Regions from separate parts of the Mus musculus genome. Here regions 2, 3, 4 and 5 are each linked to region 1. The links are chromatin contacts, called in public HiChIP or PLAC-seq and capture Hi-C maps. All regions are on one chromosome and are shown on one strand. The core of a region is the stretch at or near the end of the contact, and the rest is flanking DNA. Distances in the headings are between cores, read along the strand shown.

Region 1 (3,351 bases), core at 766-3,265:
GAAGGTAGTATGGTGAGGGACAACCAACATTGGAGGCATTTGGAAACCCACTACTGTAGGAACTTCTAAAATATATTCCTATGTCAAAGAAATCTAAAAGCACTCCCTCAACGTGGGGCAGACAATGCTCCAGCTAGACATTTTCCACCACCAAGTGAAACCTCCAGTGCCAGGATTGGGTCACACCTAATTCAGTGTTGTCCAAAGGGCCCCATGGAGACCCTCAAACAATTCAAGCTATTGCCAAAGACTATTGATTGCTTTCCACAAACGGATGGCAAGACCTTATTGGTGAAGACAACACAGATCTCCTGGAACACAAGCCTAGCTGGTACCTGACTAGAGGTTTTAAGGTACTCTGCACAATACTTGAGGAGAAAGGTGACCAATACAGGCAAAACCTTTGATCTCCAGCAGTAGCCTGCCTGCACAGTATGGTAGTGCAATTGTGGCACAGAGTGAGGAGAAACCAATTACTCTGACTGAATTTAAGACAGTTCTCATCTTGTGAGCTGCAACTTCTTTGGGGTCAAATGACCCTTTCACAGGGGTTGCCTAAGACCATCAAAAACCACAGACTATAATTCATAACAGTAGCAAAATTGAATGAAGTAGCAACAAAATAATTGTATAATTGGGGGTCACTACAACGTGAGGAACTGTACTAAAGGATCATAGCATTGGTAAAGCTGTGAACCACTGAGTTAAGACCCACTTCATAAGATGGAATTCATTCCTGACACAACTTGAGACTAGACAGGCCACGGGCCCAAGGTAAACCCAAATTATATGTTTCTGTTAAAGAAACATAGCAATAAAATGCTTTCTAATAACATTCTACTACCACCCCATATATCAGTGCATCTTATATCACTCAGCCATAATCAGAGAAGCTGCTTCTTGAAGAAGCTGCAAACTAACACAGAGACCCACAACTGGACAATGGGATTTTGGACCACAGTCCTAAATGGGATGTCTTCATCAAGCCCACCTGTTAAGGCTCGGAGAGCCAAGTAGAAGAGGACAGAAAGATTGTAAGAGCCAGAGGGGATGGAGGACTCCAAGGGAATAGTATCCTCCAGACACAATAGGACTGAGGCACATAAGAATTCTAAGGCTGTGGTAGCACACCCAGAGCTTGCATAAGTTAAAGTCAGACAGGGTCCCGGTGGGGACAGAGGGAAAGAGATCTAGACTCCCACCCCTCACCAAGAAGCAATCTGCTATCCACATCTACTTGTGAAGGAAAAAATTAGTTTTTCCAGTGGAGTATAGCTCGATATATTCGCCACACTTCAGGATAGGCCTCGTGCCCTATGGCCAACACAGAAAGAACAGAATCGTTTGTTTGCCTGTTTGTTTTTTAAAGAGAGAAAGGGTCAGAGTTGGCTATGGGTGGGGAGGTGTAGAGGATCTGGGAGGAGCTGGGGGACCGGAAAATCTTGACCAGAATACAATGTATGCAAAGATAGATAAAGCCCTGACAAGGCTGACCTCCACAGGCTCATTTCCATACTATTGTATGAAACTGTGTCCCCTTGTCTTCAAATTTACTGGTCTAAGACGCAATCCTTTCTTAAAACACCAGCTTTCTCCAGTACTCTTGACTTTTCTCACTGACTTTCTGGCCAATTCCGCAGGACCTTTTCATTTACACCTTACTTAACACTGCAGCATTCCACAGCTCAAATTCTTGAGAATATGACCCAGCAGTCTAAGAACTGCTTTTCTGAAGTAAGTCACCTGAGGTCACCTGTATGGAATCACGTTACAAACCTGGGAGTCTAATTTCTGCCTTTCCGCCATCAACTACGGTAGGACGTGACCACACGGGCTATAAATGCGGCCCAGCGAATTCAGGCTGTGCATGCAAGTCAGCGTGGCTGCTGGGTTACACATTTCTGACTGTTACCTCATTCTTTCTCTTTAGATACTTTCTGCATTCTGCCTAGCTCCTCTTCAGTCAGCCACATGTAACTTCCCTCAGTCACTTTCTTTGTCTACCCAGGTGAACGATGAATGGCCCTTTCTCTCTCCACTACTCGACTGCTCACACTTCCTTTTTGAACTTCCTGTGAGCCACCACCCAGCATTTCTGCTTATTTTACAGCTACTGATCTCGGCTTTCTCGCCTTTCTTCAAGTGGACAGAATTATCTTTGTACATTTCCTGGCAGGCACTATGTTTATATGATAAATCCTTAAACACAGCAAATCTTTTGTCAATAAGCAGAGGCAGGGGTTGAAGAAGGCAAAAGAAGACTACATCATGTCTCGAGGGATTACTGTAGAGAGTGGTACACAGCTATAAGCCAGGACGCAGGAGTCTGAGGCAGCACGATTACTGTGAACTCCACACTTAGGCTATTTAATAAATCCAATCTGAACAGAGTGATACATAATAAAACCTGCCTCAAGTAGAAAAGAAACAAAGAAATCAATGTCCTAATATCTCCATCTCATTGTTAGTCAAAATAGTGAGTGAAAATGCAGAATTCATCTTTTTATTTGGTGGTATTTTTAATTCAATAACAGATTAAAAATCTCCAGGTAAATGATAATATATATATATATATTCCAGAACGTCATTTCAAGTGCTTCTCAAAGACAGAGCACCAAGCAGTGCTTGGGAGGCAGCTCTCAGTGTTTGGTCCATGCTGAAATCAGCTACGAGGCTTCTCTATCAAATATCTGCCCCAGCACATCTGATTCAGCACAGCAAACTGGAGTGGGCATGGGTACTCTTATTAAACTCCAATCTGACAGAAGTAAAGACAGTACAACAATTAGCCTAGGATATTTTTAAAATTAGTGTAGAGAGTTAATTACCTACTTTAACTGCTTTGACATGTGCCATTTCTGTAAGATTAAAATGTAGAGAAATGATAAACTACTTTTTCAAAGAACTGACAGACCTTCAATCTTGAAGAAGCTTTTAAAATTGTCCACTGAAATGATCCTATGGAATTTAACATGAATACTATTTAACAGCAAATTTTATTTAATATATAATTACAATTCCCTCTTTAAAAAAGCTCTAAAGTAAAATAATAATACAAAATTAGAAAATACTTTCTAAGATATTCAGCATTTTAAAGAAAGTTTGAACACCTGCTATAACACTTAAATAATTAAGAAGCTTTGCTAAAACACTGCATCATAACAGAGTAGGTAAAGAACTTACCGCAGGGATTCTCTGTGTTAGAATGACTCCCAGATTCTCATAAAGTGCACGCACGTTAGAGTGAGTAGTAACAGCATAGCATTAAAAGAATAACATTCAGTCTCTGAGCTTTCGTCACAAATAACTCTGCAAGAGCAAATGACTAAACCAGTATCAATCTAAAATAAT
Region 2 (3,582 bases), core at 1,066-3,565, 310 kb before region 1:
ACATATATTATTTTGGAAATTTACTTTGAGTGTAAAAAGCGCTGGCACCTATTTTGATTCATAACAGATAGAAATGAACAGAATCAATGGTGTTTTTAAAATAGTTATTTGATTATGTAAAGCAAAATACCCTTTTTTTGAATTTTTTTCTAAAAAATCTGTTCAGATGTGACCAGTGTCACTTTGGAAAGCTTCTGTAGCTGGCTCACAGCTTGCTCTCCGTGACACACTACGGGGTCTCAAAACATTCTTGTGAGTGCTTCCAAAGTTCTCCTTTCAGGTTGTCAGCATTGTGGTTTGCTTTGCTTCTAAATTTAGTGCATTTAGAATTAAAAATTTCAAAATTCAGAATACCTCATTAAATGCATTTTTGGAAATATTTCAAGGTAGTATGGCTTGTCATTGCAGGTTTATCAAGTAGAAGATGTGTGTGAGGAAGAAATGCCAGAGGAGTCCGATGAGTGTGCAAGGATGGACAGAACCCCCCCACCCCCCACCTTGTCTCCAGCAGCTGTCACTGTGGGGAGGGGAGAGGACTTGACATCCGAACATCCTTTGTTAGGTGAGGAAATACAAAGTACAGAGGATTCTATTTGATAGATGTCAGTAATAAAATTTTTTTCCATTAGAGATAGCATTAAACTAACCATTACTGTTGTTAACTATAGCAAAAGATAGATTATATTTAAAAATTTAAAATGTATGAAGAATATTGTCTTATTAAAAAATAAAAATTCTTGTTTTCTTGGAAAATTCTTTAACAGCAGTGTAAAGTTATTGGTTTATAAAACCTTTACTACCACCCAAAGAAAACGTGATGTTTCAAGCATTATAATTATTATTGGCTAATACAGATGTGTTTCATGTGCCAACTCACATTCCTGTTTTAGCTATTTCTTATTTAAAAATTAGAATAAGAGACTGGGGAGATGGCCCAGTGTGTAAAGCACTTGTTGCTCAAGTATGAGGACCTGAGTTCAAATCCCCAGAGTCCACATAAAGCTAGGCACAGCAGCACATACCTATAATCCCAGTGTTCCCATAGTTAGAGGAGACAGGAGAATATCCAGAAACTCGAGGGAGGGCCAGGTAGCCTCATGTGTATATCAGCAAATAACAAAAACACTCTGTCTAAAAATAAGTAGAATCAGAGATCCACATCCAGGGTTGTCCTCTGACCTTCACACATGCTTTCATGTATGTGCTTGTATACACACACACACACACACACACACACACACACACACACACACACACACACACACAGTATAAATCAGACTAGCAGGAGATTATGTTAGGGGCTGAGTACTTGCTGAGCATGCACAGAGCCTTGGTTTCAGTCCCTAGCACCATATAGAAAGCCCCAGGCATGATGGCAGTGCCTCTAATCTCAGCATTAAGTGAGGTGCAACATGAAAGCACTGGCCATGACACCAGTGGTCGGCAAGTGACTTTTGTACGCATGCCTTCTTTCTTCCGAGTTCTGCTCTCACTAAAAGCCTACATATTAGCTGTTCCACCTCTCTGCGTTAGCGCTACAGTCAAGGGTGGATGCTACTGTGAGTAGTGACTCCTTCTCAATAGACATTTTCAGCCAAGTCTACTTGGGCCTGCTATGTGCTCATGCAGCGTTTCCCTAGTCAACACACAGCAACACAGGAGCTGAAAGCAGCAGCCTCTGAGAGGATTCACAACACAGGAGCTGAAAGCAGCAGCCTCTGAGAGGATTCACAACACAGGAGCTGAAAGCAGCAGCCTCTGAGAGGATTCACAACACAGGAGCTGAAAGCAGCAGCTTCTGAGAGGATTCACAAGAGCCCCTGCTCTGAGGCTGCAGCCGTAACCTGCCCAAATCACTGAAGTTCCTACTTCTATGGACTTGGGGGTCCTTTTGAATTTTTTAAGTGAATATATAGCCATCTGAATCATGTGGAATAGACAGGAAAGTAAGATATTTATTATCTATGTAGCTTAAAAGCAGATAGAAACTCAATTGACAACTTTTGTAGTTTTTCTTGAGATGATATTTAGGGCATTTGCAGGTTCTATGGGGAAAATAAGAATAAAATATTAGGTGCTAATTTTGAGCATATTAGTGTAGTCTATAGAGTGGGGATGTTGTATGGATTGAATGAGACAGCAGTGCGATGTTCTTGGAGAGCAGTAGATGTGCTCACTCCTAAGCCCTTTCATCTCTGTAGGGCACATGGCTAACCAGGAAATCCCCTTTCTTTCAGAGCAAGTGGAGTTGCCTGCTGTGGCCTCAGTCAGTGCTTCCGTGATCAAGTCTCCATCAGACCCCACCCATGCCTCTGCTCCTGCACCTCCCCTCTTAATCCCTGCTGCCTCCACCAGGAGCAGCAGCACTTCTCTGGCCAGCAGCACTCCCAGCCTGGAAAACAAGCCTCCACAGGCTATTGTGAAACCACAGATTTTGACCCACGTTATAGAAGGCTTTGTGATTCAGGAGGGGCTGGAGCCGTTTCCTGTAAGTCAGAAGCTTATTTGTGTTTTTAAAATTATTTTTAGTTACACAACACTGTCTTAAAACAATGTTCTACTATTGTTCTCTAAGAAAATGCTTGTAATTTTAAGTTTAAAGATGGACTTGTTTTTAAATGTAGAATTTTAGCTGTCTAATCTTTTAATGTATTTCTCTGTACAGGTTCTGAGACTTTTTCACCCCCTTTGGTTTTTCATGACAGGGTTTCTCTGTGTGGCCCTGGATGTCCTAGAACTTTCTCTGTAGACCAGGATGGATTTTAACTTATAGAGATCCACCTGCCTCTGCCTCCTGAGTGCTGTGTTTAAAGATGTGTACCACCTCTGCTTGGCCTGAGACATTTTGTACTAGCCGTTTCTGATCTTAACTCTGCTTGCCTGTCTGATGGGGATGCTTTTATGATGTGTCAGAATTAAATATGTTAATGTATCTAGATTTACTAGCCATAGCTATTACTGATTGTCACCATTGTAATATCAATTACAGCTTCACTTTTTCTTCTACTTGTTTGTTTGTTTGTTTATTTTTCTTTCCTATTTTACATCCTGACCACAGTTTCCCCAACTCTTCTCCTCCCAGTCCTCCACCTCTATCCACTCCTCTGTTTCCCTTCAGAAAAGAGCAGCCAGTCCTCCCAGGGATATCAAACAAACGTAGCATATCAAATTGCAGTAAAACTGAGCACATCACCTTGTATAAAGACTAGACTAGGGGGCTGGAGAGATGGCTCAGTGGTTAAAAGCACCGACTGCTCTTCTGAAGGTCCTGAGTTCAAATCCCAGCAGCCATATGGTAGCTCACAACCATCTGTAATGAGATCTAACACCCTCTTCTGGTGCATCTGAAGACAGCTACAGTGTACATAGATATAATAATAAATAAACCTTAAAAAAATAAAAAAGACTAGACTAGGTAATCCAGCAGGAGGAAAAGAGTTCCAAAAACTGGCAAAAGAGTCAAAGACAGCCCCTGCTCCCACTGTTAGGAGTCCCACAAGAAGACCAGGCTACACAACTAACACATGCAGAGGACCTAGGTCAGACCCGTAAGCTCCTTGAGTCAGTTCAGTCTCTGTGAAC
Region 3 (3,572 bases), core at 116-2,615, 380 kb before region 1:
GTTTGCGGAGACTATTTTAACCTCATTTTCTCTGTTTTAAGTGAAAAGAACATTGTCTACTGCAAATTCTACGAATTAGTCCCAAATCAGTCAATGTCAGAGGCTGGAAGATAACACACAAATCTAAGGCCTTACATGTACACATTAAGACATGTGCAGCTTCAGTTCTCTTGAAAGGAAAACAAGAAAGAACCGGGAAGGTCTGCTATCTTCACTGATCCCCTCAGGAATGTGAAAGCACGCACAGCTCTTTTAACCTTGTAGCACTTGAAGCTTTTAAAAGCAATTTATTTCTGCCTAGACAAGCAGAGAGGTCTTCTGTTAATCCCTGCTCTCCAGTCTTTATGCTCACGCTGGCCTTTCACCTCAGCAGAGATCCTAAATTATCTCAAACCACACACTGAAGTCAAAGGAGAGGAAGAACTTTATGATAAGTCACGATAGAAAATGATTTGGGCTATGCTCAGAACTGGATTACTTTTGGCAGAGACATTAGTTTAAACGTTTGGTAATCAAGTGGGGTAAAGATCGTTTCTAGAATTTAAAGCCTTGGCTTCTCACCTTTCGATAGCTCACCCTAACTTCCAAAATGTGGGTCAGCACATTTGCACCTTAATTCTGACCACCCAGGATCCAGTGCACATCCTATTAAAAAGTATCGACTTTGGTACTAACTCTAACACCTATAGCGGCTCTCTGACCATAGTCCAGACTTATTTCATGAACTCTCCCACGGCGAAGGATAGATGTAAACCTGATTTATAAGACGGAGGCTTCAGGCCTGTCTGCAATGAAAGGAGCCACCTAACGAAGCAGTCCAGGCTTGCGTGCCCACAGTAGTGAGTGAACAGAGGCTTCCCTCGAAATCTTCAATCCACCCAGTCCCGAAACAGTTGCAAATTTCTCCGTCAGCTGATTTGTCCTCCCCTCCGGTTGCGCCCACTCTCCTCCGCCGACTCCTGGCGACCTACACTCATACGTCCAGGGTGCCACCAACCGCACCTCTCGCCGCCCCCACGATCGCTCGGGTCCCTGACCGCCAACACTCACCCGCGGTAGTAGGCTTTCACCCGGACCTGGTGGGAATGGTCCCCGCCGCCGCCGCACGCGACCGTGTGGGACATGGTGCTGCTGTCCCTCTGGGTCGGCATCTCCTCACTCCCCCGCCTCGCCGCAGGAGGCCGAGGGGGCCGGGGCAGCGCCGGGCGCCGCGAGGGTCTCGGCCTCCCGAGCCTGTCGGGAAGCCGTGGCCGCCCGCCTCGCCGACCAACACGCCTAGCCCGCGGCGCGGAGCGAGCAAGGGGTCGCTTCGCCGCCAAGCCCGAGCCCCAGCGCTCCTCCCTCCGCCCGGCACAACACGCCTCCCGCCGCGGCTCCTCCCACCACGCTCGCTCCCAAGGCCGCATTCCGCGGCAGGGCGGGCTCAGGAGTCGCGGAGCCCCGGCGCTCTCATCCTCACGGGGGGGAGAAGAGGCTAGCAGAGGGAACAGAACCCACCAGCCTACTAACAGACGCTCTGAAATGGGAATATACTTGGATATTAATATAAGTAATTGTAAACCACGCCTTTAAATGGAAGGATTTCTACAAAACAACCTACAGAGCACCCACGCTCAAGGTTGCTTCCCCTATTTCTTCTATTTAGTCTCGTCCCAGCTAGCCCGCCACGCTTCCGGAATGTATTTGCTGCGCGGGATTCTGGGATTTGGAGTCCCGGTGGGATTCTGGGACTTGTTCCTTAAGTGTAGAGTGCCGCGTTTTCGATCTTGTGCTTCCCGGGAGTTGTAGGCATGGAAGTCCTGAAAACCGCTTGAGTATCTGAGGGCACTGGAAAGATGGCTTCGTCAAGATGTAGAATCTCCTTCCAATTAAATTCTCCATGTCAATTTCATTGATCATTGAAATTAAACAGTTCCCTTTTGGGGGAACAAGATTTGATTACCTGCTCAGCAAATCCTTTTCGGGGAGAATTTAATAATGTAGGTAGCAAAAGCATTAGTGAATGCAACGAAAGAAGAAACTCAATTGGGAGATACCACAGGAGAGAGACTTCTTCAAGGCCCTCAACCCGTGAATATTGCCATTCTATAGAAGAAAGTGCCCAGTGAATACTTAACTAGTGTGTCAGTTCATTAGCATTTATTTTACTTACACTAGTCTGGTCGAGAATTAGAAAAAAAAATCTGTCCGTGTAACTTACTTTCGGACTTCCTCAGATCTTGCCTGTATCACTTACTCTACCCTTAAGGTAGCTTGAATCTAGCCACCAGGTCAGCTCAGATAGCAACATGTGCAAATTGTTGAAATAAGCAAAGATATGGCTTTCTTTTTGTTATTGTTTGTTTGTTTTTGGTTGGTAAGAGGTTTTCTCTCTGTAGCTGTCCTTGAACTCATTCTGTCAGGCTAGACTCAAACTCAGAGATTCGCCTGCTAGTGCCTCCTGGGTCCTATTAAGGGCATGTGTCACCACTACCCAGCAGCTTTCTTTATAATCATACATTAGATTTGGTTGCTTGCTTTATCAGAGCTACTATGTGTGACACTTAGCTTGGTACTAGCTTCATCCAACGTCCACAAATTTGGAGTATATGAAAATTTCCACTAAATAACTTTTTTTTTTTTAACAATTAGAGGCTGCATCATCACGTTAAATATGGATTGATTGCTGATGGTCATTTTTTTTAATTATTATTTTATGTATGAGCACCACACACCGCCTGGTTCCTGCAGAGGTCAGAAAGGGGTGCCAGATACACTGGAACTGGAGTTTCAGATAGTTGTGCTGGGAATCAAACCCAGGTTCCCAGGAGGAACAGCCAGTGCCTTTAACTACTGAACCATCTCTCCAGGCAGAGATCACCAATTTTTAATTGCATTATTGAAACTTTTTAATGCTTTGTGACAAGTTTACAATTATATAAAGCTCTAGAAAAATAACTAGCATATAAGAAGTAGATATTTATGAAGAAATAAAAGGTAATTCACAGAAAATTCTTTTTTTAAAAAAAATTCTTATTCCTTACCACTTTTGAAAAATCTGTCATTATTGGCTTCATAATATGGTTTTAAAGGTTACCCAAGAATTTTTTAACTACTTAATGTGTTAGCTATATGAATCTGTAACTATAATTTGTATAAATAGCACTACACACACACACACACACACACACACACACACATCACTTTTCTTAAAGATGATAGATTTAAAAATAATCATTACAGAGATTGGAGAGATGTCTCAATAGTTTAAAGATCTCACTGTTCTTCTAGAGGACCTGGGGGTCGAGTCCCAGCAACCACATAGCAACTGACAGTGGTTTATAACTTCAGTTTCAGGGGATCTGATGCCCTCTTCTGGCTTTTGTGAGCACCAGGCACAGATATGGTGCATACATGCAGGTAAAACAGCCATATGCATAAGATTAAATTAAACTAAAAAAAATTTACATTCCTTTTACTGGGGATGGGCACATGTGGCGATATAGGACTATTTAGAGGAGTTGGTTCTCTCTTCCCACCATATGGGTCTTGGGGATTAAACTTGGGTATCAGACCTTGACAGCAGCTGTCAG
Region 4 (3,471 bases), core at 735-3,234, 400 kb before region 1:
AACCATCTGTAATGAGATCTGATAAATAAATAAATAAAAGTTAAGACATCACACTGATGAAACACCCACCTTAACTGCCAGGGGCGGGGAGGACTACTTTTGCTTCATTTTGAAGAGGCAAAAAACAAAGATTGTATGCTTTGATTTAAATCTTCTATCTTAATCTATGTGCATGGCATTAAGTTTCTGATTTACCCTTCCTGCTTGAGTTTCCTGAATTTCCTGGAAGCCCAGTTTTATCTTAAAGCACAAGCTCACAGAGCACCCGCCCGCTCCCACCCCGCCCGCCCGCCCGCCCCGTTACTCACCTTCCTCATCTATCCATTTCATGGTGAACGGCTGCTCATTGTCAAAAGAACACATATCTCGAACCTCACTGCAAAGTCCCTCAAAGGAGATGGAAGGCTCAAAGTGTGTTATCATAATATCCCTGAAAAAGAAAGACTTTTATGTTTAAAACCATACTGAGCTCCGTGTGACTCAACGCCTATGCGACAGACTAGTTGGTCATTCTGTGCTGCATGAAACATTAAAATGTTGATGAAATAAGCTGGACCCATGAACCTCCATGTCCTCTCACTGAGGAAGCCACCCTCATTGCTCCATCTCCTGCGGGAGGCCTTGCAACCCCACATCCACTCTCTACAAGCACTAGCCCTGTACTCACGGAAAATCTGTTTCAATGCTTTCCCCAGGTCCCGCACCCCATGAAGACCCGTGCTTCTGCTACCCTGGCTCCCTTAACTTCACAAATAACCCAGCATCAATCTGTAGAGCACGAGTTGTACATCTCTTCTCTCATTTCCAGCTTTCCCCCAAAGATAGTTTCCAAAAATTGATTTAAAGTAGCTTCCTTTAGTATAAATTTCCCTCCCCAAACACAGGAACATATTTTTATTATTGAAAGTGACAATAAGGAATATAAAATAGTGAATAATATCTATGAATGCACACTTCCTTTCCTTCCATTAGATGAGCAGATCCAGTGTGCCTTGTGCTGTTGTCCAGCAGATGCCTGGCGTTGCAGCTAAGCAGCCCTGGGACCTCTACACAGGAGCCACTTCTACTCAGCACTGGAGGAGCTGGACTCTCTGTAAGCCATTGATAAAATCAACATAATTTATTCGCTTCCTGCAGTAACCCACACGGCTCTATCATACAGAGTAAATGTTAATGTCCCTAGGCAGGTGGGAGGGTTAGCTTTTCTGTGGATGTGATAACGTCCAGAATCACCAGGAAAGAGTGCAGAGTGAGGTCTAGCTTAGGTTGGTCTGGGGACATGCCTGTGTGGTATTGTCTTTAAGTTAATTGAGGTGGAAGAAACTGAGGTTGGAAGGTCCACCCTTAACCTGACCCCTCTGCAATGGAGTGGAGCTAACATAAGCCCCTTCTCCCCTAGGCTGCTTTTATTGGAGGATTTGATCTCAGCGACTGGGAAGAAGATTTGAACATCGGGGTCTACAGGCCCCTCAGGAGCTGTCCCTGGCTACCTGCCAGGCCTACTTCTCCAATGGCACACAAACGTGTGCTTGTATTACCCCCTGTCCCAAATGGAACACAATGAAACTTGGTGAAGTGAAGGCAGAGATGTGGTTTTTTGTTTTGTTGTTGTTGTTGTTGTTGTTTTTTTCCCCATTATACTCCTAGAGGTCAATGCAGTTCCTAGCACAGAATAATACTTTACTGTCAAAACACAGCTCTCACCTCAAAATTCGTAAGAGATCCTTATCTGGAGCTAAATGTGAGTGCCATGACCAGGGGTCACAGATTCAAGCTACCCCAAATTCCATGTTTCAACACGGTAACATTTTCGTGAAATTCTCTTAGTAACAGAAGAAAGAAAGTCTTCAATCAAATGCACTTTTCAAATACACCAGAGGACCATCACAGAGGCAGCTTACAACAAAACGGGCCACCCCCTTCTCTTGGCTTCAGATTCCAGCTGAGCACATTCTTAGCCTTCTGGATGATCAAAGTTAGTGGTCAGTCAAGCTAATAAATTCCAAATGTTTCACTTGCTAGACACAGGACGTGAGGTCAGATACAGAGATGGGCAAGGAATGGCTGCTTAGGGAGCTTCTAAAAAGAGTTCCAAATAAACTATTGGGCTCTGCACCTGCAGTGTTCCAACCTCTCCACTATCACTGAGGGTCACCAATAATTAACAGGCTTGCAGAAGGTGTGGTGGAAGGTACTGCTCTTTCCAGGAACTCTCTCTCACTCACACAATAGATGCCTGTTCACTGGTGAAAGGGAGGAAATGACGACAGAAAGGAAACGTGAAAAACAGACTTGGGCAGTTGAGGCCTACTGATGCCTCCAAGGAACCGCAGAGCTGCCACGTGCTCTCTGCCAAAGAAGCGACAGCTGCCTGTAGTCTTCAGGAGCTACAGAAGGTAAGCAGATAGCCAAGAGGACAGAGAAACTGGATTGCCTCTTCAGGGACGGTCACACGCACGCCTCTCGCCATGGCTTCCCTAACAATGTGCTTGCTTCTTGGCAATCCAGCTAGTAGTCTAAACACTTACTCTCCCGTCTTTATTAACAAAACACAAGACACTATTTTTACTTAAATATTTTATATATATTTTGATCATGTTTTCCCCTCCCTCAACTCCTCCTAAATCTGTGCTCTGCTCAGTCATCATCAGAGAAGCTTCCTCCGGCACCAGACAGAACAAGTACAGAGTGCCACAGCCAGGCATTAGGCACTGAGGGAGTCTTTGGAACTCAGCCCTAAATGAGATGCCTCCGTCCAATCCCTGCCCTGAGAACTCAGGGAACCGAGGAAGAGGAGACAGCAAGAGTGTAAGAGCCAGAGGGAGTGGGGGGCATCAAGAAATCAAGACCTAGACACAACAGGGCTGGCACGCACATGAGCTCCCAGAGACTGCGGCAGCGTGCACAGGGCCTGCATGGGTCTGCACCCGATGGGTCCTAGAGCTGAAAGAGAAGGAACAGAGCCCGTCCCCATCCCTAACCCAGAAGCTAGCTCCAACTCATAGCTGCTTGTGAAGGAAAAATCAGTTTTTTCACAGGGAAAGCACTCTCAAGGGCAGGCCCTATCCCCGACAGTAGAGGGAAATACAACCCAACTCAAGAGCCGCTCTGGAGGTTTTAAGCAGGGCTTTCATTGTTTACACTTACAGACCCTCTGCCAATACTGTTATGGCTTCTGGTTTGGGTTCTGATGGGATGCCTGTGTTTTGTCATATTTGACTTGTTTGTTTGATTTATTCTACTGTATTTTATTACTATTCCTTAGATGGCTGTTTTCTGAGAGACAGAAAGGCTATGGATCTGGATAAAAGGAGGAAAGAACGGGGGGGGGGGGGGCCGGACTATAATCTAAGTACCTTGTTAAAGGGTCTATTTTCAATCAAAGAAACACGAACAACAAAAGTTCTCCTTACACTATACCTGGATCATGTTTCCTCTCCCCTAGATCCTTCCCACCTAATGTCATGCTCT
Region 5 (3,400 bases), core at 89-2,588, 270 kb before region 1:
CCTTCTCCCACAATCCACGATAAGTATTCAAAATTCCAATATATTCTCCTTTAAATAGGCTCCCAGCCGAGGTGAAATCATAATCTACCTGTCCAGATCTGCAGAGATTCAGACATGTAAATGATAATAATAATAATGATAATAATAATAATAATAATAATAATAATAATAATAATAATATCCTTAGCTGTATCCATGTGTCTCAGGTGCAACAGCACACCATGAAAGGCCTTTATAGACACTCATCTCTTTGACATTTGCTTTGAGATCTGGTCCAACGTGGGAGCATGGACAGACCCGTTCTGTGCTTTCTTATCTATATCTTGTTGTTATTTTTGAGACAGGGTCTCACCATGTAGCCCTGGTTGTCCCAGAACTCAGAGATTCAGCTGCCTCTGACTCCTGAGTGCTGTGATTAAAGGTGTGCGCCACCACACTGGCCATCTTTGTCTTAACGGCTAGTTATACTTACTCTCTCTTGACTTGAGCTTATTTTCATTTTACAGCCTTCAGTGGCATCACTGTCAGATCCTCGAGTGTCGCTTTACTACACCAAGACGAGTGTGTGACCTCTGTGAAAGGAAGCGAGGGTTGCCATTTAGAAAACAGCTGGAAAGAGAGACCCACTGGACTTGCAAACTTTATATGCCCCAGTACAGGGGAACGCCAGGGCCAAAAAGGGGGAGTGGGTGGGTAGGGGAGTCGGGGGTGGGTATGGGGGACTTTGGGGATAGCATTGGAAATGTAATTGAGGAAAATACCTAATAAAAAAATTTAAAAAAAAGAAAAGAAAAGAAAACAGCACCTACGTATGCGTCCCTGCAAAGAAAACAAGCCTTTGGGACCAGAGCCAACCCAACGACTTACCATCTCAGATTCTCTGAGAAGCATCGAGGAGGACTGTGCTAATGACAGTCCACCACCGGAGACGATGAAGAGTTGGAAACACCTTCCCAGTGTCTAAACCTGTAGTTCTATTTGGTTTAATCCCCTGATACTTGTGTGCTAAATAATATTTTAAGTAAAAATCACTGTATTTCCCCAAACACAAGAAATTGAGCAAATTTACAGTGTTTCACAGGTACTTTGCTGTCTAGCTTATTATCAGACAGCTAAACTTTTATCTGCATTTACTCTGCCTAGATATAACACCTACCACAAAGCTTCTGGAAACTTTTCTGTACATTCATTAAGACTTAGAGAGTAAAAGGGGTAACTTCAAGTGCAGGAAATGAGTCAGTAGGACCACTGTTTGTCATGGAAAGAGCCTGTGAAGAACAATGGAGCTGCCAGTATTCTAATGCTAATTTGTGTCCCCCAAATTAGTTTGCAGGAGAGGGTCTGCCCATAGCTTCTGGGAGCCTGCCCCAAGTTGGTTCTGCTTGATAGATAAAGATGCCAGCAGCCAATAGCTGGGGAGGAGAGAGAGGCAGGGTTTAGGGTTCCTGGCCTTGAGACTCTAGCAGCATGGAGGCTAGGCAGTCGCCCAGCTAGTGTGCTGCTTAAGGCATATTAAATATAAAGGCTGTGTGTGCCTTTCACTTAGGAACAAAAACCATTGAGGTGTGAAGCAACCCTGCACTGGAGTTGATTAAATAATACTACAGAACATGATACTAAGCCTTGTCAAGACTGCACATAGCTTTAGTCCTAAGATCAATTCTAAACATATAGCAGCACATAATTATGGCCCAAATCACAAGTGGAGATGAAGGGGCCCTAGCTATACATGAAAGAGCCTTTCAACACAGGCACAATCCAAATGTGAGGAATTCTGTCTCTGCTATTACCTGTGGGAGACTGACGTTAGCTGTTGGTTAAGACAACCTGTCTTCCAAAACATGCTGTTTGTTTTGGAAACCCTTGTAAGATGAAGTCCTTGTACGATAGACAAATAGTGTTTGAAACTTGTTATAAATAACTGATAAGGTACAAAACTGAAATTCCAGAAATACACACAACGAAAATTACCCATTTTATTTAGTCTTTCAATAGCCCACATTGCTCGTTGATACCAATATCATTTCCTCAGATTACCCTACAATACACACATGTGTACATACACACACACACCATACATGCACATATACATCCCATATACATACACACAATCACCACAAACACACCTACATATACATATCCTCCCACACATACATACACATTAGACACCTTATGTATGAACACACACACACACACACACACACACACACACACACACACACACACTAATACTAGATCCTTGACTCCTGCTGTTAGGTTACCATGTGGAGATGCTCTTCGGTGTTCTCTTCCCTACAACACATGCTATAGGATACACTTGACGATGGCTGCTCTGTCAACACGGGTCCCTGAGTGGCTTGAGCACAGACATTGAGGAGGCAGAATTGACGCATGGTATGAGCAAATCTTTGCTGCATTAAGCCACTGGGGTTCAGGGATGACCCAGTAGAGCCAGCCCATCCTGACTAGTACAGTTCCTCAGTATTCTCTGTGTCCTTTGAAATGTTTTAACCTCACATGTTTTACTTCGCACCAGAAACGCTGCAGAAGAAACCATAACCGTGGGAAGCAACAATAGAAATCTACGGAAATTGGTTAAAATTATTATTTGGTTTTAATTTTGGGATTCTGGAACATTTTAGGTTTTCTTCTGACTTGAATATAATTGTTCATATAGGAAAAGAATATCTCAATTCAGTGATGGAAATTTAAACTCCAAGAAAAGGGAGTGACTTAGACCTAAAAGAGGTTGAAGGAAGGACATAATAAAGAGCAGAATAAGAACCAGCAACAGAGCTGGGCTCAGTGGCTCACAGGTGACACTCAGGAGGTGGAGCCAGAGCACTGTGAATCACACTTGACACTCAGGAGCCAGGGCACAAGTGATGCTCGGCAGGAGGGGACAGGTTACAGTGATGCACAGGAGCACGCGTGATGCTTAGGAAGTGGAGCCAGTAAGACTATACAGCATGGGCTGCTGGCAAACCAAACAGAACAATTAAGGAGGCACACTGGCTGTTTTGGTGGGAGGGTGGCAGTAACAATGAGAAACTGAACAATGTAAGGAAGATGGTATAAGTATTAGGAAAGACAGGACTGTACTGATGAGTCTATAACGGTTAAAAGGTAATTAAGGACTATTGGGAACTATTTTTCCTATAATTTAAACATTTGTGATGAAATAGTTTATGGATGCTACCAAATTTCATGCACAAAACAATGTTAAATATCTCCATTAAAGAAATCAACCTCTGGCTGGGAGATGGCCTGGCAGATCAGAGCGCTTGCTGCTTTTGCAGAGGTCCTGGATTTGTTTCCCAGCACCCACGTGGTGGCTCATGGGTGGTGGCCTTCTGTAACTCTAGCCCCAAGGGATCCAATGCCCTCTTCCAGCCTCAGC

Evidence for each region. HiChIP or PLAC-seq counts read pairs in DNA pulled down with a chosen protein or histone mark. Capture Hi-C pulls out chosen DNA fragments and counts their contacts.
Region 2: a contact with region 1 is called in an H3K27ac HiChIP or PLAC-seq map of embryonic stem cells, with 3 times the contacts expected there. The contact joins two enhancer-like sites. A contact is called at or near these places in 4 of 484 Hi-C or Micro-C datasets (cortical neurons, nephron progenitors and ventricular fibroblasts), 1 of 115 datasets of contacts at active chromatin or transcription factors (embryonic stem cells) and 3 of 9 other capture datasets (adipose tissue, embryonic stem cells and liver).
Region 3: an H3K27ac HiChIP or PLAC-seq map of embryonic stem cells shows a contact between it and region 1, with 2.2 times the contacts expected there. The contact joins the promoter of Prkci here to the enhancer-like site in region 1. A contact is called at or near these places in 5 of 39 promoter capture datasets (the C10 cell line, the HPC-7 cell line, cranial neural crest and 2 more), 1 of 15 datasets of contacts at CTCF or cohesin (the NIH/3T3 cell line), 4 of 115 datasets of contacts at active chromatin or transcription factors (bone marrow-derived macrophages, embryonic stem cells, extraembryonic endoderm stem cells and 1 more) and 2 of 9 other capture datasets (adipose tissue and liver).
Region 4: an H3K27ac HiChIP or PLAC-seq map of embryonic stem cells shows a contact between it and region 1, with 2.9 times the contacts expected there. The contact joins two enhancer-like sites. A contact is called at or near these places in 1 of 15 datasets of contacts at CTCF or cohesin (the NIH/3T3 cell line), 2 of 115 datasets of contacts at active chromatin or transcription factors (embryonic stem cells and epiblast stem cells) and 1 of 9 other capture datasets (liver).
Region 5: a contact with region 1 is called in a capture Hi-C map of embryonic stem cells, with 2.3 times the contacts expected there. The contact joins two enhancer-like sites. A contact is called at or near these places in 2 of 484 Hi-C or Micro-C datasets (cortical neurons and myocytes), 1 of 115 datasets of contacts at active chromatin or transcription factors (embryonic stem cells) and 2 of 9 other capture datasets (adipose tissue and embryonic stem cells).

The regions. Positions count from the first base shown.
Region 1 is chr3:30,619,010-30,622,360 of GRCm38.p6, reverse strand. Mynn (myoneurin) reads right to left here. Exons shown (of 8, transcript NM_030557.3): 8 at 2,488-3,351. Among named protein-coding and RNA genes, the nearest start is that of Mynn, 19 kb to the right of the region's middle. Within about 2 kb of position 2,015, at least 31 of the 459 cell types and tissues checked have an H3K27ac peak or open chromatin away from gene starts, as enhancers often do. A contact at or near this core is called in the HPC-7 cell line and embryonic stem cells, where this site is marked.
Region 2 is chr3:30,928,719-30,932,300 of GRCm38.p6, reverse strand. Phc3 (polyhomeotic 3) reads left to right here. Exons shown (of 15, transcript NM_001165954.1): 9 at 409-562; 10 at 2,238-2,488. Among named protein-coding and RNA genes, the nearest start is that of Phc3, 39 kb to the left of the region's middle. Within about 2 kb of position 2,315, at least 38 of the 459 cell types and tissues checked have an H3K27ac peak or open chromatin away from gene starts, as enhancers often do. A contact at or near this core is called in embryonic stem cells, where this site is marked.
Region 3 is chr3:30,993,564-30,997,135 of GRCm38.p6, reverse strand. It overlaps Prkci (protein kinase C, iota), which reads right to left and starts at 1,365. Exons shown (of 18, transcript NM_008857.3): 1 at 1,051-1,365. The coding sequence starts at 1,151.
Region 4 is chr3:31,015,509-31,018,979 of GRCm38.p6, reverse strand. It overlaps Prkci (protein kinase C, iota), which reads right to left. Exons shown (of 18, transcript NM_008857.3): 2 at 309-430. Among named protein-coding and RNA genes, the nearest start is that of Prkci, 21 kb to the right of the region's middle. Within about 2 kb of position 1,984, at least 87 of the 459 cell types and tissues checked have an H3K27ac peak or open chromatin away from gene starts, as enhancers often do. A contact at or near this core is called in embryonic stem cells, where this site is marked.
Region 5 is chr3:30,887,114-30,890,513 of GRCm38.p6, reverse strand. Gpr160 (G protein-coupled receptor 160) reads right to left here. Exons shown (of 4, transcript NM_001134385.2): 3 at 473-572. Among named protein-coding and RNA genes, the nearest start is that of Gpr160, 33 kb to the right of the region's middle. Within about 2 kb of position 1,338, at least 5 of the 459 cell types and tissues checked have an H3K27ac peak or open chromatin away from gene starts, as enhancers often do. A contact at or near this core is called in embryonic stem cells, where this site is marked.